Linked DNA regions of Mus musculus: regions 1, 2, 4, 5 and 6 are each linked to region 3. The links are chromatin contacts, called in public HiCAR-type, HiChIP or PLAC-seq and promoter capture Hi-C maps. All regions are on one chromosome and are shown on one strand. Each heading gives the region's core, a stretch centred on a gene start, on an enhancer-like site or on the middle of the called end of the contact. The rest is flanking DNA. Distances are from core to core; before and after follow the strand shown. Region 1 holds the start of Exoc3l (exocyst complex component 3-like). Region 2 holds the start of Zdhhc1 (zinc finger, DHHC domain containing 1). Region 3 holds the start of Pdp2 (pyruvate dehyrogenase phosphatase catalytic subunit 2). Region 4 holds the start of Atp6v0d1 (ATPase, H+ transporting, lysosomal V0 subunit D1). Region 5 holds the start of Tmem208 (transmembrane protein 208). Region 6 has its middle 17 kb from the start of Cbfb.

Region 1 (3,805 bases), core at 668-3,167, 700 kb before region 3:
GTGAATGGAAACAACCTCCCGCCTCTCTCATCAGGGTGAGAAAGCACACGGATGGCGGCCGGAGGACTCAGTGGGGCCGCCCCGCTGGCTTCCCGCTCCCGGTCCAGGCCTGGTGCCCCCATCTCCCCAGTCGCCCCCTCGGCCCGGAGCGCACCAGCTTGAGGTCAAGCACGCCGTCCTTGGCTTCCTGCAAGAGCGACACGAACTTGGTGGTGAGAAGTCCCAGACTCTTCTCGTGCCGGCTTGGAGTCCCCGGGGGCGGCGGCGCCTGTGGCCCGGCCTCCGCCATCGCGCCCGCCCGCCGCCTCCCCTCAGCCAGGCCAGGCGAGGCCGGCGGCGGCGCCACTTCCGCTTCCGTTCCTAGTCGCCGGGCCACCGGAGCTATCAAGGCTGCTTCCGCTTCCGTCTCGCGCCTTCCCAGGGTATCTGGTGCAACTCCCGTCTGCTGATCCGGACGCAAAACTCCGGGGGACCGTCGGCAAATGTATCATTAGCAAAGGAAACCAAAACAACTCCTTAGGGCAGCTAGGAAACCTGAAAAAATTGTATGGTAGGAAATGGAAGAAGTTAGTGAGCAGTACCGGCAGTTGAGAAGCGAGAACCACCCGACTCTTCCTTGCTAAGCTGCTTCTAGACTACTAACTGCCTGAACATTCCATCCAGGGAAGGGAAGCCATAAGCCACAAGCTTAGCCTATTTGCTTAAAACTTATTCTAAAGGCTTCCCTGATGTTCAGAGATAATTCCTGCTGTTCCTGTTACTTCCTGCCAAAACAGCAAGCACTAACAATAAATAGCTTGCATACTTCTATCTCTTATTTCGTTCCAGCATCATTTTTCGCTGGCCTCCATGCTACATACAGTTCACAGTGGCCAGGAGTCTTATTTCCAACCACTACTTAGTCCATGCAAAGGTGTTTGCCTGCGTGTGAATATAAGCAAAGCCTTTAAGGCATTTTCTGACACATGGGAAGAACTGTGTGTTTGCAAGTCTCATTTATTTTTGCAGTTTTTAAAGGTTTATATTATTATTATCATCATCATCATTATTATTATTGTGTGTGTATGTGTTTATGTTTGTCCACATGTGTGCAGGTGCTCAAGGAGGTTTAGAAGAGGGTGTCAGATCTCTGGGAGCTAGAGTTAACAGGCAGTTATTATTAGCTGCCGTGTAGGTGCTGGGAACTGAAGCCCTGTCCTCTGCAAGAGGAGCAAGTGCTCTGAGCCTCTGAGCCATCTTACCAGCTTGCAAGTCTTATTTATTTTTAACAGTGTTATCACTTATGGTTATGTCTTTATGACGGTCAGTCCCTCTAGGACACAAATTGCCTTCCCCAAATTGATTGATGATTCACACTTGTGAGAAAGCAGACTTCGGAAGCTCTAGTTATAATGGAGCCTGAAGTTGGGGTAGTCTTCCTGAGGTCTTAGCTGTCAACCCTTCTGACAGTAGGAAGTGAGGGTCTATTATGATGGGTGGATTTGGGTGGTGCTCCATTATATCTAGTGTCCTCCCTAGCTCCCCATCACTTACAGGAACAATGTAGCTTTTTGGATCCCTAACTGCCATCTCTCACTATTCTTTTGCCTCACCACATGTGATCTTTCCCCTACCAAGGCATATACCATCTGTGGTTCTCAGACTCGACTGCGGTTTGCTGAGGCTCTACCACATAGGGGGTCATCCTTCAAACCAGCTTGAGGCCAAATCAGCTTTAAATATGCATATGTGTTTCCGGAGTATTTAGAAGTCTAAGGTGGGCTGATCAAGACTTGGTGCTCACCGGGGGAGTCCACAGCTGCCCCCACCCAACAGGAAATGGCGCCCAGCGCTCCCCACCTCAATGCAGATGCTTTTCCTGTTGGGAATAAAGTGCCAGAGACTCAACTTCCTTCCTTTCTGCTTTGAAGGAGGGGCCTTGGGGGAGAAGTAGGGGTTTCTGGGCCGTGAAGTGGGAGAGAGGCTTCCTTGGGGAGAGGAATTTGGCTGCTGGTGCCAAAGGAGCTGGAGTCCCTCCGGTCCCGTGAGCAGTGAGGGTGTGCCCAGCTCTGCAGGAGCGAGAAGGCTACTCTCAAGGCCAAGGCCACTTGCAGAGGAGGGAGAACTGGACACCGGTCAGATCTGGTAAGTTCTGTACCAAACTATCCTGGGCGTTACAGAGCAGGAAAGGGGACTTACAGTTTTGCCTATTTGCATAGTCCAAGCCAGAGGACTGAGGCCTCCCAGGTATCCCCTTCTTACTTCCTGAAGGGGGTAGGCAAGGACCCTGCTCCTCTTTCTCAGCGGAGCCCAAGGAACATCCGCTCTGCCTGATCTCCTCCAGGCACTCGCTCCCACTCCTACCACATCGGCAGCAGCTCTAGGCAAACTATGGACAGCAAGATACAGCCCACACTTCGTCCTGGTATGAGCCTCGTTGGCTGGGCTTGGGGAAGGATGATGTCAAGACAAATGGGAATTAGTGGGGTTGGGTTTTCCCGTCAGGTCTAGCTAGAGCTCTATAGGATTGCCAAGAGTGGGGCTGTCCCGAGGAAACAGAAGAGCAGCAGGTGCGTTAGCCACAGGCCCTCCCTGACTGACACAACCAACCCCAGGATCTTCCTGCCCAAGGCCTGAGTGGCCAGAGCAGGAGAGGGCCGAACAGCTGGCTCGGGGTGCAGCACTCAAGTGGGCTTCAGGCATCTTCTACCGGCCAGAGCAGCTGACCAGGCTGGGCCAGTACCGAAGCCGTGAAATACAGCGTAACTATTCCCTGGAAGCAAGAATTAAGGTGGGTGAGGAGCAGGAGTGTTAGACTGGGCTGGAGGGCTGGCCAGGCCTTAGGAGCGGCTACCTCTCTCCACAGTCAGTGGTGCAGTCCTACCTGGAAGGTGTGCAGACTGGTGTGTGGCAGCTGACCCGAGCCCTCGAGGCTGTGCAGGGAACTCGTGAAGCTTTGAGCCAGGCCCATCACTTACTAAAGGGTTTGTCTCGGACCTCACAAACCCTGGAACCCCTGAGGGAATGTGTTGTCCAGCACAAACAACTTCAGATCCTGACTCGGTTGTTGCCAAGGCTACAAGCAGGTGAGTGGGGGCGGGGAAAGCGGAGGTGGAGAGCCCTGGACTTTAGCTTCTAAGAATCCACAAATCCCATTCTGATCAGCAGCTGGGGCACTAGGAAAGGGATTACATGGAGAGAGACACCAGGGACATCCCAGAGAATAATCCCAGCTTCAAAGAGTGTGAGAAATAGGCGCAGTCGCCTCATCCTGGGCTTCTCAGGCTTGGGATGTTAAAGTCAGCACGGGAATTCCATGAAGTGGCTATAGCCACAGTAGTTTACTTACTGAAAGAACGTTGGCTGTAGCTCTGGTAGAGCATGTGTTTAGTATGTGCAAGGCCCTAAATTCAATCTCAGGCATCACCCCAAATAACACATATATACAAAGTACAATACATACCTGCATCCATACATATATACATCAATGTACACACACATACATAACAATACATATGTAGTTATGTTTGTAAGTATTTCATAACAAGATTGGCAAATAGCAACCAGCATGGCCTTCCATTTATTTTGTCTGCCTGTAACATTTTTTTAAGATTTATTTATTTTTTATTTATACGAGCACACTGCAGCTGTCTTCAGATACACTAGAAAAGTGCATCGGATCCCATTACAGATGGCTGTGAGCCATCATGTGGTTGCTAGGGATTGAACTCAGGACCTCTGGCAGAACAGTCAGTGCTCTTAACGACGGGGCCATCTCTCCAGCCCTGTAACATTGTTTTTAAAGATTACTGTAAGTGAGTGTTTG
Region 2 (3,664 bases), core at 1,101-3,600, 910 kb before region 3:
AGATTGGCATGTGACAGAGCAGAATTATGTCACATTTACTTCACACATGTGACTTACATATTTGTAGTGATAGATACACTTTCTGTTCCTATCTGCCCAGTGTGGGGTAGCTACCCCAGGAACTTACCATTTTAGAGCTTTCAAAACTGTCCTGGGTCTCACTATGTAGACCAGGCTGGCTTCAACCTCACAGAGATCTCCCTGCCTCTGCCTTCCAGTGCTAGGAGTAATATGAGTGCTGCCAGGCTAAGGGGAGAGAGAGAGAGAGAGAGGTTCTGTCCCCTAGAAGTTCCAGAAGGGGCCCCCAGAGTTCTAACTAGAAAATCTCTGTAGCCTGGGGCAGTAGCAGAGAGGAATCCTGACAGGAGAGTGTGGTGTGTGTGTGTGTGTGTGTGTGTGTGTGTGTGTGTGTGTGTGTGTGTTTCTAAGTCCTTTGGAGTAATCTGGGACGAGAGAGTCTAGTGGAGGAGACCTATATTGAATTTGAAGATGGGAGCTTCTAAAAGGAATTATGCTTGATTTAAGGGCAATAAAGAATTTAGATCTTTTGGGGCTGGAGCAATGGCTCAGTGGTCAGCAGCCTGTATTTCTTTTGTAGAGGACTTGTGTTTGGCTCCCAGCACCCAGCACAATCACCTGTAATTCCAGCTCCAACAGGCCCTGACATCTTTGGCTCCATGGAGTACAGACACAAACACATATAATAAATAGTAATAATAATAATTGTCTTTTTCCAGACAGAATCTAACTACATAGCCCTGAGTGGCTTGAAACTCACTATATAGACCAGGTTGGACTTAAACTCACAGAGATCCTCTTGCTTCTGCCTCCAGAGTGCTGGGATCAAAGGCATGAGCTGTCATTCCTGGCCCCCAAACAAGTCTTTTTATTTTAATTTTTTAAAATGTGCATTGGTGGGCTGGTGAGATGGCTCAGTGGGTAAGAGCACCCGACTGCTCTTCCGAAGGTCAGGAGTTCAAATCCCAGCAACCACATGGTGGCTCACAACCATCTGTAACAAGATCTGACTCCCTCTTCTGGAGTGTCTGAAGACAGCTACAGTGTACTTACATATAATAAATAAATAAATCTTTAAAAAAAAAATGTGCATTGGTGTTTTGCCTGCATGTGTGTCTGTGTGAGAGTGTCAGATCTTGGAGTTACAGACAGTTGTGAGCTGTCATACATGTGCTAGGGTTTGAACCTGGGTCCTTTGGAAGAGTGCTTAGTGCTCTTAACTGCTGAGCCATCTCTCTGACTCCCCCTGACCCACAAATAAATCTTTTTCTAAAGGTTTGTTTATTTATTTTATATATATGAGTGATATATATATATCACTAGGAGAGGGAATCACATCCCATTATAAATGGTTATGAACACCCCACCCCACCCCCTATGCAGTTGCTGGGAATTGAACTCAGGACCTCTGGAGGAACAGCCATTACTCTTAACCTATGATCCATCTCTTCAGCTCCCCTCAAATAAATCTTTTCTTAAAAAAAGCATGTGGTGGCACATGCTTCAATTCTAACACTCTGGAGCCTGAGGCAGGCAGATCTGTGAGTTTGAGGCCAGCCTGGTTTACATAGTGAGTTTCAGGTCAGCCAGGGCTACTACTCTGTCTCAATCCCCATCACACCCCTAAACAAAAACAATAAAACCCCCCAAAACAAAAAACAAAACATTTGAAGAAAAAAATTAGACATTTTGTGTTATCAATACTAAATTCTTATACTTCACACCTTACATTGTAGTTGCTCACATTTTCAGTTGGGTAAGGCATTTGTTTAGGTCTGTCTCCTTCAACCTGTTATTTCCTTCAAGGGCAGGAATCCCTGAGTGCTCCTCATGATGTGCCTGGCACTTAACACATACTTTGAGAGTGCAGCAGCCATATCTTTACTAGAATTCCAGCAAATTTGGGAGGCAAAGGTGGGAGAATCGCAAATTTGAGGCCAGCATGTGACCCTGTTTCTAATACACACATGCACACGTGCGCGCACATGTACACACACTCACACACAATTTAAAATAAAAGAAAATGAGCAAAAACCCTAGATTAGTTGGGGTCTTCCCAAGAGTGATTTAGAGGAGAAACTAGATACATGACACGTTTTGAGGAGAGTAGGATTCTTGGAAGACAAATTGTAGATGGGAGGTGGAAGAGAGTGTATTTTCCCTGTGAAAGGTTATGGGGGAAAATGAGAGTGGGCATGCTTTAGAGTCAGGGGGCACTTGGCAAACTCCGCCCAGAGCCACGATGCTCCTGCGAAGTGACGCAGCGCGGTTTGGCCGCTGTGGGGCGCCGTAGTTCGCGCTGTTGCCAGGGGAACGGGCCCCGCGCCGGGCAAGGCCCAGCCTGCCTTGGCCTGGCACGGCTGCACTGCCAGCGGGTCCTTGCTAAGGCGGAAGGACTCTGAGGCCCAACCTCCGTCCGGGATGGAGCCGCGCTCCGGGACGCGTCTCCTCCGTGTCCGGGGGACCGACTTTGCCCGGACGGTCTGAAGTGCGGCCGCCCTGGGGAGGGTGGACGGGCAGGGCGGGGCCGAGCCGCTGGCTGACCTTGGCAGGCCGCATCTGGCGCGGCTGCCACCACGCGCAGGTGAGGAGCGGCTGCAGCGTTTCTCACCTCCGAGCTTGGCCTGAGCCACCGGCCCGCGCTGCGCCGGTGCCTGGCGGGACTCTGGGCCTGTCTCGGCCTGCTGCTGGGTTTCGCCGACCCAGTGGAGCGCGGGACTTCCTTTTATCATTAATCAGGGCCATAGATCCGCACTGAGCGCCCACCGATCGCCAGGCAATGTGCCATGCGTCGGGCCTCCGAGCCTTCAGCCTTCGCAACCCACAGAGAATTAAGTGATGGGTTGGGGAAACAGGCGCCAGACACGTGACTAGAGTAATTTCAGGTCTCATTAAGGGTTCGGGTGGGCCCTAAAGGTGATGCTTAAACACGGAGGCTGGGAAGGAGCCGGAATTGCGACTAGGGGAAGGGTGTTTCTGAAAGAGGGAAAAGCGAACAAAAAAGTCCAGGTAGCAGAGCATTAGTATAGTATGGGACGGAAATGCTAGGGTAGTTCCTAAAGTGAGGGTTTTCAACTTTTATCCCAGAACGTGAAGGGAGTCCCTGAAGCGTTTAATGAGTTTCAAATTTTCAAAAGGGCTTTATCCTCTCTGTCTGCTGAGCAGAAATCATTTGAAGATTACCATAGTGCAGCGAGTGTAGCCGAGCCTCCTGGAACCCACAAATCTCTCCCGGTCCTCATCTGTGCATACGGAGTGTTGTTGTCATGTTCTCGTGTCACGTGTCATGAGACAAAGTAACAGGGGATCGTGGAGGTGGGGTGGATGGGGGAGGCCACATATGAGACCAAGGACTAGAGATCTGTGGGAACAGTTTGAAATCATAGGGCTACCTCAGAGTATTGAATTAAGTGAATTTCTGTGTAAGCGCTTCAAGCAGCGCCTGGCGTAGAATAAGTGCCTTCTAAGTGGCAGCAACGGCTGTTATTATGGAAACAGCATAAGGGCTCAGTGATCTTAGGGTAGCAGAGCTGGTAAGAAGTGGGTGGCTTCACTTCCTTTACCAAGGGCGAGCTAGGTTAGATGAGGGTGGTCACTCCTTTTGTGGAGCTGATGTTTTGGTTGTGGGAGACCAGCTGTATACAGA
Region 3 (3,533 bases), core at 515-3,014:
AATCTACCTACCCCATGAATTCCAGTCATGTAGCTGCTGACTAGCGGCTGTCCTGAGTCCAGGCCTGTACCTGGTATACATTATATATATTACATTAATATATTATATATAAATATCATCAATATTATCTCGATATGGTGTTTTTGAAGCCCCACTGACTCTAGCTACTTAGCATACTGTGTCTCACCGGCAATACGTGGTTAGGTTTTGTTTTATTATTGTTGTTTTATTCATCACTGGGGACTGAACACAAGGTCTCTTCTATTTGATCTACCACTGAGCTACATCCCCAGCCCTCTTTCACACTTAGCCTTGAACTTTAGATCCTCCTGCCTCAGATTCCAGGGTAGCTAGAATTAGCCATCAGTTGCTGGTCTCACAGAATTCCTGTGTAATTTGTATTGGTCATTGTTGTTTTGTTTTGAGACAAGGTCTTACTTTGTCACCCTGGCCAGCATGAAATTCACTGTGTAGGTCAAGCTGTCCTCAAAATCAGAGATCTGCCTGCTCTGACGTTCTCAATACCTCATGAGATTAAAAGTGTGTGCACCATGTCAAGATTTCACAACGTTCTGTAAAGACTTAATAAAATACGACACTTCTGAGCCGTCACAGTGCTATCACGCCTTTAATTCCAGAATTCCGGAAGCAAAGGTGAAGAGGCAAGCTGATCTGTGAGTTCAAAGCCAGCCTGATCTACATTGCAGACTGTTACTTTGCTTGACAAAGTAAGCCCATGGGAATGGGGGGGGGGGGTTGAAACTGGGAGTGTGGGTGCACGCCTTTAATCCCAGCACTTAGAAGGAAAAGGCAGGCAGAATTTGAGACCAGGTACACAGAGAAACTGTCTCAAAAATCAACAAAAGGAGGGAGCCACTATTTTTGTCCTTGGGATACATTCTGTACAGATTTTTATATCATTGGGCCAACTACTGTGAACATGATTTCCTATTAAAGGCAATGTTTTCAGTGATAGTACTATTTATGGTTTTTGGCATAAACATTCACAACTACTGGTGACTTGGAGCTTGTTTCCACTAACCTGGTACCAAATTACATGGCATTTGCAGTCACCTTTCCCTTACTTATTTCCAAAACCAGTAGGTCAAAGGGTATAAACGCACTGTCAAACCGATTTCCCAAAGCCAATACCCATCCCGCTGAACTTGGGACAGATGAGGTCGGACAGGGGCAGATGGCCTCAGACGCCCCTTGACCCTGCAGAAAGGACAGGCAGCTGTGCGCAATGAAAACCATTCGCCTCCAATGGGACAGAAAGAATTTAGCACCCCTAAAGAAACCAAGTCTCTTGATTTCTTGGCTGGACCGCAAGGCTCTAAGAAATCCCAGCCCCCGTTTAGTGGCTGAGCCTTGGCTTTCCAAGGTGTAAGAATCCAGTTGCGACGTCCAGCTCACCGGTGCTCCAGTACTAAGGAAGCTGGTGCAGAGAACCGGCTAAGCAGTCGTCTCCTCCACCAGTGCGCGGGCCCACGTGGCGCGTGCGCGCGAGTGGGGTGACCATGACCAGGGGCCAGCTCGTCCCGCCCTCTCACCTCATCCCCCTCTCCGCCCCATCACCTGAGGTACCCGTAAACTAGGCTAGGGAAGGCGTCCGCACCCCGAATCGTCCCCTTCCTTACCTCGTATCCTCGTCCTCTCCTCCCCAGCTGGCGCCGCTGGCACTCGGCGGATCCTCTCGGCTCACTCTGGTCCTGAGCACAGTTCCGCGGTTGCTGCGACTGGGTTTTACTTCCCTGGAGAGGCCCCCAGTCGAGGAACCAGCACCAAAAGAAATATCCCTCCCGCCATTCCTGATTGGCTTATCCTTGGAGGCGGGCCCTTGACGGACATTGAGATTACCCAATGGATGAGGAGGGCAAAAGGAAGGCAGAGGGGCGGGGCCGGGAGGGGCCACCCTGCACTCTACCCCCTGGGGTTACCCGTGGCTTTTGTGCAGCCGCTGCGCCAGTAGGTCGTCACGTGGGGCTCTTCCCCAAGCTTCCCTTATCACCACACCCTGCAAAGCCAGAACCAAGAGACCTCTCCAGTTCTTTACAGTTCATTCTCACATAGATTCCTCCCGGGTTTTGTTCCGTTCCCTCCAAGCCTCTCTCCAAAGTGCCACATCTTTATTATCTTTGGACACCTATCTTGAAGGCTTTATGGACACTCTAGGTTCTACTTGCCCTGACCTTATCTTCCAGTCAAACCTGCTTTTCTTCCTAAACCAGCAATGGCTTCGCCGGCCCCAGAAGACCCAAGTCCAAACACCAGGGTCAATTTGATGCTTCCCTTACTGTCACACACTTTAATCCTGTCATTCCCACCTCCTAAGTCCCTTCCCACCCATCCATTTGCCAATGCCAGACTCCAAAGCCTTTAAGGCCCCCTACTTCCAAATTACACTTAGTCCCAACCGATTTTCCTTCCTTTACAAACAGCTAGAAGGAACCTTCTAATACTCACATTTCTGATCTAAAGAGTTCATTGGCTCCTTACTAACCACCATTTTGAATTCTCAATTACATTGGCCTCTTAGCGACAAGTGATGTTAGCCGCACCTTTACTTGTTGGTAGCTTGGGAGAGCCAGAACCAGAGAGGTCCAGAGCTTTCCCTCCTTGCCTTCTGGTCCTAACAATAGCTGAGTCTGGTCTTCACCTTATAATGTGTGAGTCAGTAGAGTCCTTTCTTGAAGTCAAAGAGAGATAAGAGATAGCAGAAAGGTCTGAGAGTGCTGTCTCTGGAAAGAAAGGCAAGCTGGTTTACCCAAAGTCACGTCTGAGGTAAAAGTGTTCCTGCTGTATTTCTGTGATGTGTCCCCTTACTGGGCCTCAGGCCTCTCAAGGAGGTGGTTGCTTGGGAGTGTTTTGTTTTATTTGTGTTTTTGAGGTAGCATCTCACTAGGTAGCCCTAGCTGGTCTAGAACTAGCTATGTAGAACCGGCTGGTCTCCAATGTACAAAGATCCACCTACTTCTGCCTCCCAAATTCTGGGATTAAAGGCGTTTGCTAAATCCCTGTTTTTGTTCTGGGTTTTGCTTTGGTTTTGTGATACTGAGGATTGAACCTAGAGCCTCCTGAATACTATCAAACACTATCATAGATAGATCTTCGTTACTCTACCCTGTCCCCCTCTCCCCTCCCATCCTACCCTACCCCTTCCCCTTTTTATGCCTTGAGACAGATTCTCACTAAGTTGTCAAAGTCAATCTTGAACTTATGTCCTCCTGCCTCAGCCTCAGAAGTAGCCCTGAGGGTGTTATATAGGTCTGCACCCTGTCTGGAAGTTGTAAATCAGAATTTGTACTAAGTTTCTTCTGGACACTGTGGGGTCTCTTTCAGGCCCATACTAAAAACCAAGTAAGTAAATGGGCAGGAGAGAACAAAGAGGCATGCTTTACTGTGCTGTACTTTTAGTTTGTTTTACAAATACTTTATCTGATTGCATAGAAGGTTATCCTTCAGAACAGGGACAGGAAGTCGCTGCTGCAGTTTGAAATGAATATAATCAACATTTCTCCCTTCCTTTTCCT
Region 4 (3,707 bases), core at 1,061-3,560, 970 kb before region 3:
TGATGAGGCCAGGCGTAGGCAGAGACCTGACAACACAGGGCGGAAGGGAGCAGCCATTAACACTAATGAAGCAGGCGGCCTGAAAGCTTTGTCCTCTGAAGCTGTATGCCCACCGGGGGAACAGTGTTTTCTGCTCCCTTGGTTTCCAGGAACCTTAGGTAGAAAGGGGGCGTGGGGATGGAAATAGGTGTAGGGGGGGGGGTCTTAAGGAAAGCACAGAGGAGGGAGAGCCAGGAGGGTGGGTTTGGTTTTGGCTATAAGGGATTTTTTTGATCTCTCTTCCAAAGAAACCTTGGGTCTAGTTTTTCACTTCACTGCTGCATGGTGATACTGACCCTCTTTGGTGCCCTTGACAAAGTTCCTGGAAGCAAAGGAAACAACATGTCCTAGGGAGACTAAGTGAACATCTGTGGGGACAGAAATTAAATTAAGATCAGAGGGCCGCCTGCCTTATTATTGCTAATGGTTCTAGCATGACCCATCCCTAGGTTCTGCTCTTATGGAAATTTTGGGGTCTGGACACCCTATCTTGTTCCCAAAGTTTAATTGGTTCCTGGCTGTCTCATGCCAAATTGGAGATGTTCTAATAGAACACCCAAAGGTTCAGGTCTTAGGGAGAAAGCCTGAATTGTGCCTCCATTTTCCAGGGAGGCACCTCATGCCCTGGCTACAGGAAGCAGTCACGTGTGGACCCTTTATTAGGCACTGCCATATAAGCTCAGGGCACAAGAGACCAGGACATCCCTAGGCAAAGATCAGCAAGCAAAGGTAAGCACAAAGACTATACAGGAATTGGGACTTTCTGGGAGCATCTCTCTCAGCGCTGGTAGGGTACCCTAAGGATGAGGAGAGACTAAATGGGGGTTTTCCTGCTGAGCCAGGCCATGCTGACTGCAATGTTGCTGAGTTGTGTTCTGCTGTTGGCACTGCCTCCCACACTGGGGGTCCAGATGGGCGTGGCTCCACTGAAGGGCATCAGAAGGCCTGACCAGGCTCTGTTCCCAGAGTTCCCAGGTGAGTATGGTCAGGTTGGGGATATGTGGGGCAACGACCATTGCTGGCCACAGACCTGCCCGCCCAGGCTTAGACCTCCTTCCCCAATCCCAATCCCAACCTAGGGAGGTGGGTACTTGGTGCATGGTGGGTGTGGCCCTCACATCTTCTGCCCCAGGTCTAAGTCTGAATGGCCTCAAGAAGACAACTGCAGACCGAGCAGAAGAAGTTCTGCTGCAGAAGGCAGAAGCTTTGGCGGAGGTAACTCATTAGGGAAAGGGATAAAGTAGAAGGTAGGGCGCATCAGATACCATCATCTCTCCCCACTTCCGGATTACCCAACCTGGGCAGAACTGCAGCCCCTCCCTGACCTCAGTCCACTGCCACCCTACTGGGGTCGGGGTTTGAGAGTTTCCTGAACCTTATTCCCCTACGAATGCAGGTGCTAGATCCACAGAACCGCGAGTCTCGTTCTCCGCGTCGCTGTGTAAGGCTGCACGAGTCCTGCTTGGGACAGCAGGTACCTTGCTGCGACCCGTGCGCTACGTGCTACTGCCGCTTCTTCAATGCCTTTTGCTACTGCCGCAAGCTGGGTACGGCCACGAACCTCTGTAGTCGCACCTAGCCAATGGATGTTGTTTGGGCAAAGGCAGGGGATGAGAATAAAGGATGGGACGGTTTAACCTTAAAGCTGTGGTTATTTCAAACGTGGCTGTCGAAGGGTTGTCGGGGCGTCGTCATGCTGGAACCACACACACCATAACCTCGGGGTCTAAGCTACACCATCATCTGAACCACATATATGGGCGAGTTTAAGGCACCAGGCCCCTTGGGGAAATCAGAAGGCCACACCCCGGTCCTAGAGAACTAGTGCAACAAACGCCGGGAAAGCGGGCGCAGTGCGGCTTACCGGGTGTAAAGTCTAGTTGGAGGATAACCATTTGGCTCCGAAACTCTCCCCTCCTCTTCCTTGGACCTCGGTTTCTGTCTGGTAGGAGACAGCCTCGACAGCCTAAGGAATAGCACACCCGCTCAGCTTTACCCGGCTGGCCCTAATGAAGCCAGACAGAAGCGCCAAACCCAGGAAAACTCAACTTAGGGCCCACCTCGCATCCTGAGGGTATTAGCACCACCACGCGGTCGATTTCCATCATCGACCTTTCTTTGCTCTCCGCTAGGCGCTCCAGGGCCGCCTTTCCTTAGTGCGCAGGCGCCGGGAGGGCAGTTATAGCCGGTCGGGCACTCCAGAGTAACGCATGCGTGCCAGGGTGCCCGGAAACTGGAGCCATTTAAGAGCCAGGCCCTACTGCGGTCACGTGAGACGCGGTGCGTCACCTGACGCACTTGACAGCCCGCTGCGGCCGCCGCGTCAGCTGATCCGGGGAGTCTAGTTGCGTGCGGGCAGATCGGGGCTCTCTGGTCCCGCCGCCCCCCGCCTCCCCTGCCGCCTCCCACCCCCGCCGCAGCCATGTCGTTCTTCCCGGAGCTCTATTTCAACGTGGACAATGGCTACTTGGAGGGATTAGTGCGCGGCCTGAAGGCCGGGGTGCTCAGCCAGGCGGACTACCTCAACCTGGTGCAGTGCGAGACGCTCGAGGGTGAGCCGCGGGTCCGGGCTGTCTGAGGGGGGCCTCCCTGAGCCGGGAAGGGCACGCGAGGCCTCTGGGAACCCGCGAGCTGATTGATGGTGGGCATGTCAGGAAGGAGTCTGCCTCTAGCTGCGGCTCTGCGCGGGGGCCCAGACGTAAACAAGCCTTCAAGAACCGCAGTGGTTTACCTGGGCTCGGGTTGCCTCTAACCTCGTCGAGCTAGTCCTATAATTTAGAAGGACGGGTCCCCGAGGATTGGTTAGCCGGCGCGACGAGTGCGCCTCCAAGCTTCTTCCCCCTGGCCCAACCCTAGGCCTGTTGGGTGGCAGTGCCTAGGGAAGTTAGATGGAAAAGGCTTCTCTCCTCCCCCAAGGGCTTTAGAATCGTTGTGTCTTGGTGGTGTTGGTCTGAGGGTTGGGTCGTCCTGGGGAATTGCTAAGCCAGTTTAGCGAGAGGTTCCTCCCAGCTCTGAACCGCTGGCTGTGTAGAGTCTTCAAGACTGTTTGGAAAAGCAAGAGGTGGCTCTGTAAATCAGAAATTCACGTACAAGTATTTGGCCCCAACCTGCATTCACACCCCACCCCAGCACTGTTGGGGCACCAGTTTGTTTGTTTGTTTCTTTCTTTCTTTCTTGGTTTTTCGAGACAGGGTTTCTCTGTGTAGCCCTGGCTGTCTTGGAACTCACTCTGTAGACCAAGCTGGCCTCAAACTCAGAAATTCACCTGCCAAGTGCTGGGATTAAAGGCGCACACCACCACGCCCGGCAGGGCACCAGTTTCTTACACAAGAGTGACAGAAAGCTAAGTTCCTCTTTCTTTCTTTTCCTTTTTTTTTTTTTTAAGATTTATTTATTGTTATATGTAAGTACACTGTACCTGTCTTCAGATACACCAGAAGAGGGCATCAGATCTCTTTACGGATGGTTGTGAGCCACCATGTAGTTGCTGGGATTTGAACTCAGGACCTTCAGAAGAGCAATCGGTTCTCTTAACCGTTGAGCCATCTCGCCAGCCCCCAAGTTCCTCTTTCTTAACACATAAATCTAAAGCAACAGTTTCCAACTTGTGGGTCACCATCCCTTTGACGGTCATAAGGGTCACCTAAGACCATTGAAAACCACAAATA
Region 5 (3,925 bases), core at 430-2,929, 730 kb before region 3:
TGGTGGTGGAAGACCTCTGCTTTCTGAGTCAGATAGCGCTTAGACTCATATCTGTCCAGGAAGAGTAGCCTTAGTATAACATGTATAAGCTTGGTATGGCCTCAGTATAACAAATCTCAGCTGGGACTTTTTATTTATTTATTGTTGTTTTGCTTTGTTTCCCCTTCATTTCTTCATGTTTTGCTTCTATGTCTAGTTCATATTTCTTCTGTGCCTGGCTACTTTTTTTTTTTAAATGGTTTAAAATTAAAATACATTTTACATGTATGAGTGTTTTTGCCTGCAATGTATCTATGTGCACCATGTGCCTGACGCTGTGCCTGGTACCATAGAGGTCACAAGAGGGCATTGGATCCACTCAATGAGAAGGTTTCGAGCTACCATGTGGTGCCCCTGGAGTGGAACCGAGGTCCTCTGTAAGAGCGACAAGTGCTCTGACCACTCAGTCCCTGGATACTTTGGGGGGAGGAGGGCAGTGTTTGCTGGCGATGCTGGCAGAGCCTAGCCAAGGGCTCCACCACGGCGCTACACCTGCTCTCACTCTCTCGAATGAGACTTCAGTCTTTCTGTGGGGCTCTGGTTACCACTCAACACTCTGACCTCAGTCTTCCAAATAGCTAGAAATACAGTTATATGCCACTATGGCCAGCTTCACTTATTAACCCCATCACCCCTTTTTATTTTTATTTTTAATTTTTTTTTTTGAGATAGGATTTCTTTGTTACTCAAAGCTAACTTCAAACCGCCCATCTTTCTGCCTGAGCCTCCCTGGTGCAGGGATTACAGGCTGGTGTCTGCCTGGCTTCATTTCTTTACAACGTTCTCTTTTGGAGCCTTGGCTGTCATTTGCCAGCGCTCCTAATCAGATAGGAATGAGAGGGCAGAGAAAGCACAAGGCAAGCAACTTACGTTGGCTCCCAGTATGATCCGAAGGTAAAACTTGAGAGTTTCTTTGTTCTCTTCAAATATCTGTTTCTTCCCTCTGGTACCCACTTTTCCTTTGGGCTGCGGAGGGTTGGTGAGATGCTGTCAGAGCTGTTTTGCCTCAGTCCTCCTCACTCCCTGTACCAGCCTGGTTACCTGCAGCTTTATCTACCCCGCAGCCAAGTCCTTAGCGTGCTTTGTCAACCCTAGCAATCCCTGAGATACCGACCACTCCTCTAGTCCATCTTCCTAATATAGTTAGGACACCGACTTTACTGTACCCCCAGTTATGATCGCCTAATGCTCACCCCAAAACAATTCAAATTACGTTAGTATCTTCTTTGGCTTTCCTCGTAAGGTTCAGCTTTGGGTTGAGATCCTCTCCGGGAAAACTCCAGCGGAACTTAATGGCGTCCCTCTGGGGTAGTGGTTTAGATCTGGAACTGGCAACTACCCTCGCCCGCGCCCGCCCTAGCCTCCAACACTAGTCCTGGTGTAGTCCTGCACGGCCACTCTCCCCGCATCCCGTTCGGTCTAGCACAGTCCATTGGGTGGCGCCCCTCTCTGGCCCAGTGCCTTATGCCTTCGAGCCCTTCTGTTTTTACTTTCCCAACATCGGGAAAGCTTTGCCGGTGCAGACCACGCCTTGTCCCTTACCGCCATGGTGCGCAGCAGACACCCAGCCACTGAAACAAGGGCGAGTAACTGGAACTGCAGTCAGTAGACACCACATCGGCAGCACATGCACTTCCGGTAAAGAGCGCAATCGTTCGCTCCTGGGCGGAAGTGGATTTCATTTCCTTCCGAAGCCCCGCCCCCTGAGTCGGTGGGACTACACTTCCCAGAAAACCTTGCGTGGGGGCGGAGACGGCAGAACTGCGATGGCGGACTCGCTGCCTCTGGAGGTGAGAGGAAGCGAGCGGTCCTTCAGGCCTTGGTCGGGGACAGGCCCCGCCTTCGGGGTCCCGAGCTTTGGGGAAAGGCTATCTGACAGCTCGCCCGGCACCTCCCGCCAGGCGGAAACGAGCCGCCCGGCGGATCCCACGACCTGAAAACTCTGGGTAACGGTCCTCTTTGGGGCCACTTCGACCCCTTCGGTTGGGATACCATTCCCTCTTTACCCATTGGCCCCAGAAGATGGCTGCTCTGTCACCTCAATGAGGACGGACTCACTGCCCATCCCTTTCCCTTGAGATGGCCGTTCCCTCCCCCTCAGTTCTAGAAGATGTCCGCTCCACCGTCCCTGAAGGGTAATCAATTTTATCCCCATTGGCCCCTTGGAATGGTCGTTCCATTTCCTCCACCCCTCCCCCACCGTCCTCGCAGTTGGAAATAGACTGCTCCCGCCCCCTAGTTCTGGGGACCATACCCAATGTCCTTAATGTAAGACAAGCCTGCTCCTCATTCTAGACCCCTAGTGATGGCTGCCCCTGTATTATTCAACCCCATGGGGTGTTTGTTCCTTTAGCCAGGGGCAAGGAGATACAGATGCAGGCTTTGTGTCTTGCACCTTTTTTGAAATGGCTTCTCTATCCATTTTGCCCTGAGGGTTGGCAACCCCCTCTCGTTGCCCTAGGAAGTCAGGCCTTTTCCCTTGAGTCGTGACATCCTATTCCCTTTTGGCCCCAGAAGGTATCTATTCATCCCTGTAAACCCCATGGGTTACCAGTAGTAGTAATCTTTTGGGGTGCTCTCATGGGATGACCACTCCACCCCTATCTCTACTCCTCTAGTGCTAGAAAGGCATTTCTCAGGATAATGAATTATGTATGATCCTTTCCATTAAGACATGTTGTCCTTTAGCATGGCTCCCAGGGTTGATCATTCAGAAGATAGGTCAGCCACTCTCTTAGTCCAGTCTTCCCTCTTAGCCCCCTAGGGATGGGGGCTTAGTCATCCCAGTCCCATCCATACTCTTCCTCATGTCTCTCCTCTCTGGTCCTAGTCATTTTCCTCTGAATAGTAATCTCCTTTATCCCCCACCCCTTCCCTGAGCAAACCTTTGGTGAAAGTAGAGGCAAAGGACTATCTTTAGTCCAGTAAATACTGGGTGAGTACTGCGTATGTACTTAGCATCTGAGAAGAAAGGAGAAAACACAGCGGGGCTAGTGAAGTCACTGTAGAAGGACTTTGCAGAAAGAGCCCCACATACGGGAAAAGAGATGCTGTGTTGGTAGTGAGGATGGGCTGGGGGTGTTCTGGGAGCAGCAGGCCCAACCAGGCATGGAGGTCTGGACTGTGAGATTAGTGGTGAACCCAGGTTTTTCACGAGGGGCACTGAAACTGGACTATATATGGATTAGCAAGGCTGAACATAGAAGGAAACTGTAAAAGGAATCTAGCTCCATTGGATAAAATTTGGAGCTATTAATATGGTGATGTTGCAAAGGTAGAAATGCTGCTAACAGCCATCCAGTCCCTGAAGAACTGATCTAGGTGGTTTTAAAATGCCTTCACATCTTCATATACTTCAGACACGGAAGCTGAGAGAAGTCACATGCCTCTAATGGTTACTCTCTTGGGTAACTTTCTCCAGTAGAGCTGGGATCGGGGAAGTCTGGGTTAGCCTTGTCTAAACCGTCAGCTTTGTGAGTAGAGAATAGAAGAACATGAGCCCAAATGTCACTAGGGACCTCAGATTGAGAGTGCAGTTGGCATTAAAGTCCAAGTGTCACTAGGGACCTCAGATTGGGAGAGCAGTCGGCATTAAAGGGTAAAATTGGACTGAGGGCAAAAACCACTTAATGACATTAAGGTTGATAACTATTTGAGTAGAGGACCCCAAAGACAATTGTACTAGACTAATGCTTGGTTAATAGGACAACGTAAAGCTATTAAATTGTTGAGTATTCTTATGCAAATAAACTGAAAATCAAGAGATTAACATTGAAAATCATGAAAATTCAGAAGAATGGTAAAAGCCTAGAAAACATTGTCATAGGACTCAACGAGGGAAGATTCTAGAAGAAAAAGGCAGTTAATAGGAAGTTGTTCCTGGCCT
Region 6 (3,578 bases), core at 826-3,325, 560 kb before region 3:
GCTCCCCTCTTCTCTCGTGTCTGGTCTTTCTACCTTTTCTTACTAGTCCTTTTAAATGCTCCTTCTGAAAGCCCTTCTAGACTCCCCGGCCCCACCCAAGTTTGGTGTTTTCCTCTGTGGTCCCATAACCGTCCAGCCTACGCATTCTAGCATCCTCTACACCCAGACTCTGTTAGTGGCCATCCAGGCTAAGAGTCTGCTCACCTGCTGCTACCTTCTTAGCGCCTAGGCACTATTCTCTGCCAGGTTGGGTTGTTCTTATTCTCTATCAGTCTACCTATGTGCCTGTGTGTTTACCAACCTCAGTCTCTTTCCTTTGATGAAAGGAAACTCAATGACTTTCTTGGCCAGTCATTCCGTTGTCCTTTTATCTGCCTCTGTTTTTTTCCCTCATTTCCCACCCTTTAATTTGCTCTTGCTCTATGAAGTACCCTAGGCAGTCTCATTGCCACCATGTGTCTTCATTAATCCATCTCCATTGCCAGTCAGTTTCCCAGAGGCATGGATTCCTTTTGACACAGTTAATGGCACTGGCACACAGAAAGAGGTGCCCCAACTCTTTAAGTGATCCTCTCTTCCCCAACAGTCCGGACCCGCCCGGCTTGAGAGAGATCACTTGCGGAAAGAGCAAGGCAGGCACTCACTCCTTCCCTGACTGAGGCCAATCTGAGAGGAGTGTGGGCATAGAAAAGACCACTGCGGCCAGGCCTCAGCCCCTCCTGCCCAGGCCCTTGTAGAACCTATAGGGAAAGAGAAGTGCTGCCCAGCATTCTCTCCAGCTAACCCACCTTTCCTCCTGAATCCTTTCCCACTCTTTCTTTGAGGACTTTCAGCTCCTACCATTGTATGTCCTAGGCATTGGCTCCATCATTATAGGGCTCCAGTGTGTCCAACAGCAGTTGCAAAGGTCATGTTAGAAGGACCCTGATGTGTTTGGCGCTCCATACCAGCCGCCACTGCTCCTTTTCCCAGCTCCTCTTTACCTGGTGCTTCCTTGCATCTCAGGGCTTTTTACTAGGTTAGGGTCTAAGCTAAAACTCCTGGAACCTGCAGACCCCTGGAGGCAAAGTCTGATCCCAAATTCCAATATATATAATTTAATATATGCTTTAAAATACATATGAATATATTCAAATATATATTTATACAATATACAATGTATAAAATATATATTTTAAGATAATATATTAATACTTTACATATGTTATATAATATAATGTATATAAATACATACAAATATATTTAATTTTTATTTTTTAAAGATTTAATTTATTTATTATATGTAAGTGCACTGTAGCTGTCTTCAGACACACCAGAAGAGGGCATCAGATCTCATTACAGACGGTTGTGAGCCACTATGTGGCTGCTGGGATTTGAACTCAGGACCTTCGGGACAGCAGTCAGTGCTCTTAACTGCTGGGCCATTCTTTAGCCCTATTATATATATGTGATATATATATATATATACACCACACACACACAAATGTATATATACGTATACGTATATATATTCAGGGCAAAGGACCTAGGGAAGGAAGTCTATACATTCATTTAGTAGTGTTGAAGACCTTGATTGAGCTCCTTTCTGCCTTCTTTACTGCAGGAAGAGCAAGAACAAGAACGTACTGTGGGTTTTCAAAGCCTGGTTCTGCCATGGTCACCATCAGGGAACTGATTTGCACACTGCTAACCCAGACCCAGAGAAATGATGAGGGTCCTGAAAAAGCTAGAATACACCAGGTGTCTCAGTGGCAATTCTAGGACTGTGGTTGTATGGTCCCAGTGTTCTAGCTGCTGCAGGATGAATTGATGACTGGCTCCAAGGCACAAGAGGTGGGAGGCTAAGGAGTCCTCCCAGTGGCGTCCAACCCTCTTGCTCTGCCACCAGTCAGCCGCTGTTAAGTTCCAGGCCCAGGCGCCCTGGAGTCCGCTCTGGCTCTGGACAGTAGCCAGCGACCGGATCCATCACTGCAGTTGGCATGAGGCCAGATGGCTGGTCCCTCGGAGCTCCCAGGCAGCTGGCACTGTCGGTGTGCCGTGAAGGCTAAGATCCGCTCCTGATTGCCGGAGCCTGATGCGAGAGGAGGAGTCAGTTGCGGTGCTGCGGGGCCAGCGGTCAGCGGGACTGGTGGAACACTAATTGGTCCTTTCCCAGCCTGCTTGGCTGTTAATTGCTCCTTTGAGTGTAAAGGTGTCGGAGAAAAAGGGGGCGCTGCCTCCAGAGCCGGAAGCCAGAAGCCAGGCTCCAGCCCCAAGTTGGGCTTTGGAAATGCCTTCGAGCGGAGGCGGTGGCTTGTATCTGTAAAGGGTTCACCACCCCTCCGGGGTTGGCCAGCAAAGGTAAAGAGACAAGAGAACGTAGGCAGAGTGTGCGGTGTGGGAAGGGGCTGGTGGAAGACTGCACCTTCTTGGAGGGATGAGGAGAGTAAGGAGCCAGCTATCCACCTGGCTCCCTTCCAGGTTGCCCATTGGTATTCTATGCTGGAACCCCAGGGGAGGTCGAAGGTCCTAGAGTTTCCCGGAGCCTTTATTATTCTGTCAGCCACAGCCAGGTTGGAGTCTGAGCTCTTATTTATGCGCTCAGCGGTACTTCCTCTAATTTGGAGGATAAACACCCTTCTTTAGGCCTAGGTGAACAGGCCTACAGAGGAATATTGAAAGAGAAAATAAAGTTGCGAGTAGAGACTCAGGTGTGCAATCCCGCACCTTGGAGGCCGGATTGTTAAGAGTTCAAGGCCAGACCCAGCGCTCTCATATTGGATTACAATATGAGACCCTATGTGAAGAACAGGATAAATAATAGGTGCTGGAGAGGTGGCTCAATGCTTAAGGGCACGTTTTTTCTCTTGCAGAGGACGCAGGTTTAATCCCCAGCACCCACATGGTGGCTGCAAACATCTGTAATTGCAGTTTCAGTGATCCGATGCCCTCTTCTGAAGTCACACATGCTGCATACACATGCAGGCAAACACTCATATACATAAAAATTTAAATACATAAACCTTTAAAAAATAGAATAAATTAAAAAAAAATTAAAGCTCAGAGAAGGCAGGCAGGCTTCATTCAAGGTCACAGAAATAAATATAGGACTTTTGCAATGGGATTTTACAGCGGGAGAAGGGAGAAATTAGGCTCAAATTCCAATATAACATAGGTTAAGTGGAAATTTATAGTTAACAGCAGTGTGGTGAGCGGGTGAAAAAATATTAACAAGAAGTATTAGAGGTTCTGGCTAAAGGTATCTAACAATTCTTCAAAACAATGTACATTTATTTTGTGTGTGTGTGAGTGTCTTGCCTGCATGTGTCTGTGCGCTCCTTGGTTCTTGCAGAGGCCAGAAGAGGGCGTGCTGAAGGAACTGGAAGCAGAGATGGGTGTGCTGGAAATCAACCTTAGGGTCTTCTGGCTTGGCAGCCAGTGCTTTTAAATGCTGAATCATCTCTTCAGCCCGATTATCTAAAAAGTTTGGCTGAGGACAGGTCCAGGTGCTCAGACATCTCCTGGAGGATGTGTAGGATGAGGGGCCTCCATTAGTTATGAGCTATTGAGTCGGGGGTGGGGGTGGAAGTGGGGGTGGG

Evidence for each region. Promoter capture Hi-C pulls out the DNA fragments that hold promoters and counts their contacts. HiCAR-type assays count read pairs that join an accessible place to other places. HiChIP or PLAC-seq counts read pairs in DNA pulled down with a chosen protein or histone mark.
Region 1: a promoter capture Hi-C map of embryonic stem cells shows a contact between it and region 3, with 9 times the contacts expected there. The contact joins the promoter of Exoc3l here to the promoter of Pdp2 in region 3. A contact is called at or near these places in 26 of 39 promoter capture datasets (the 3T3-L1 cell line, 3T3-L1-derived adipocytes, the C10 cell line and 15 more), 2 of 15 datasets of contacts at CTCF or cohesin (the NIH/3T3 cell line and embryonic stem cells), 9 of 484 Hi-C or Micro-C datasets (B cells, the G1E-ER4 cell line, the N1E-115 cell line and 5 more), 18 of 115 datasets of contacts at active chromatin or transcription factors (T-cell acute lymphoblastic leukemia, bone marrow-derived macrophages, craniofacial prominence and 8 more) and 3 of 9 other capture datasets (adipose tissue, embryonic stem cells and liver).
Region 2: a contact with region 3 is called in an H3K27ac HiChIP or PLAC-seq map of embryonic stem cells, with 6 times the contacts expected there. The contact joins the promoter of Zdhhc1 here to the promoter of Pdp2 in region 3. A contact is called at or near these places in 1 of 39 promoter capture datasets (pre-B cells) and 1 of 115 datasets of contacts at active chromatin or transcription factors (embryonic stem cells).
Region 4: a promoter capture Hi-C map of stem cell-derived epiblast-like cells shows a contact between it and region 3, with 4 times the contacts expected there. The contact joins the promoter of Atp6v0d1 here to the promoter of Pdp2 in region 3. A contact is called at or near these places in 2 of 39 promoter capture datasets (pre-B cells and stem cell-derived epiblast-like cells).
Region 5: a promoter capture Hi-C map of pre-B cells shows a contact between it and region 3. The contact joins the promoter of Tmem208 here to the promoter of Pdp2 in region 3. A contact is called at or near these places in 13 of 39 promoter capture datasets (the 3T3-L1 cell line, the C10 cell line, the HPC-7 cell line and 8 more), 5 of 115 datasets of contacts at active chromatin or transcription factors (cardiomyocytes, embryonic forebrain, embryonic stem cells and 2 more) and 1 of 9 other capture datasets (embryonic stem cells).
Region 6: a HiCAR-type map of astrocytes shows a contact between it and region 3, with 3 times the contacts expected there. The contact joins the enhancer-like site here to the promoter of Pdp2 in region 3. A contact is called at or near these places in 10 of 39 promoter capture datasets (the 3T3-L1 cell line, the C10 cell line, the SN4741 cell line and 5 more), 1 of 484 Hi-C or Micro-C datasets (cardiomyocytes), 8 of 115 datasets of contacts at active chromatin or transcription factors (the 230-238 cell line, astrocytes, bone marrow-derived macrophages and 4 more) and 1 of 9 other capture datasets (embryonic stem cells).

What each region holds. Positions count from the first base shown.
Region 1 is chr8:105,294,225-105,298,029 of GRCm38.p6, reverse strand. Exoc3l (exocyst complex component 3-like) reads left to right here and starts at 1,917. Exons shown (of 14, transcript NM_177788.5): 1 at 1,917-2,124; 2 at 2,324-2,404; 3 at 2,595-2,770; 4 at 2,846-3,065. The coding sequence starts at 2,371. E2f4 (E2F transcription factor 4) reads right to left here and starts at 367. Exons shown (of 10, transcript NM_148952.1): 1 at 155-367. The coding sequence starts at 289.
Region 2 is chr8:105,495,748-105,499,411 of GRCm38.p6, reverse strand. It overlaps Zdhhc1 (zinc finger, DHHC domain containing 1), which reads left to right and starts at 2,350. Exons shown (of 14, transcript NM_175160.5): 1 at 2,350-2,602.
Region 3 is chr8:104,589,703-104,593,235 of GRCm38.p6, reverse strand. Pdp2 (pyruvate dehyrogenase phosphatase catalytic subunit 2) reads right to left here and starts at 1,764. Exons shown (of 2, transcript NM_001024606.2): 1 at 1,641-1,764.
Region 4 is chr8:105,564,667-105,568,373 of GRCm38.p6, reverse strand. It overlaps Atp6v0d1 (ATPase, H+ transporting, lysosomal V0 subunit D1), which reads left to right and starts at 2,310. Exons shown (of 8, transcript NM_013477.4): 1 at 2,310-2,591. The coding sequence starts at 2,462. It overlaps Agrp (agouti related neuropeptide), which reads left to right. Exons shown (of 5, transcript NM_001271806.1): 2 at 648-768; 3 at 882-1,014; 4 at 1,172-1,254; 5 at 1,436-1,679. The coding sequence starts at 885. The coding sequence ends at 1,618. Gm38250 (predicted gene, 38250) reads right to left here and starts at 2,194. Exons shown (of 4, transcript NR_168532.1): 1 at 2,100-2,194; 2 at 1,904-2,005.
Region 5 is chr8:105,324,131-105,328,055 of GRCm38.p6, reverse strand. It overlaps Tmem208 (transmembrane protein 208), which reads right to left and starts at 1,679. Exons shown (of 6, transcript NM_025486.3): 1 at 1,582-1,679; 2 at 910-1,005. The coding sequence starts at 1,587. It overlaps Lrrc29 (leucine rich repeat containing 29), which reads left to right and starts at 1,788. Exons shown (of 7, transcript NM_001368408.1): 1 at 1,788-1,829. The coding sequence starts at 1,806.
Region 6 is chr8:105,151,613-105,155,190 of GRCm38.p6, reverse strand. No RefSeq gene overlaps it. Among named protein-coding and RNA genes, the nearest start is that of Cbfb, 17 kb to the left of the region's middle. Within about 2 kb of position 2,075, at least 112 of the 459 cell types and tissues checked have an H3K27ac peak or open chromatin away from gene starts, as enhancers often do. A contact at or near this core is called in astrocytes and liver, where this site is marked.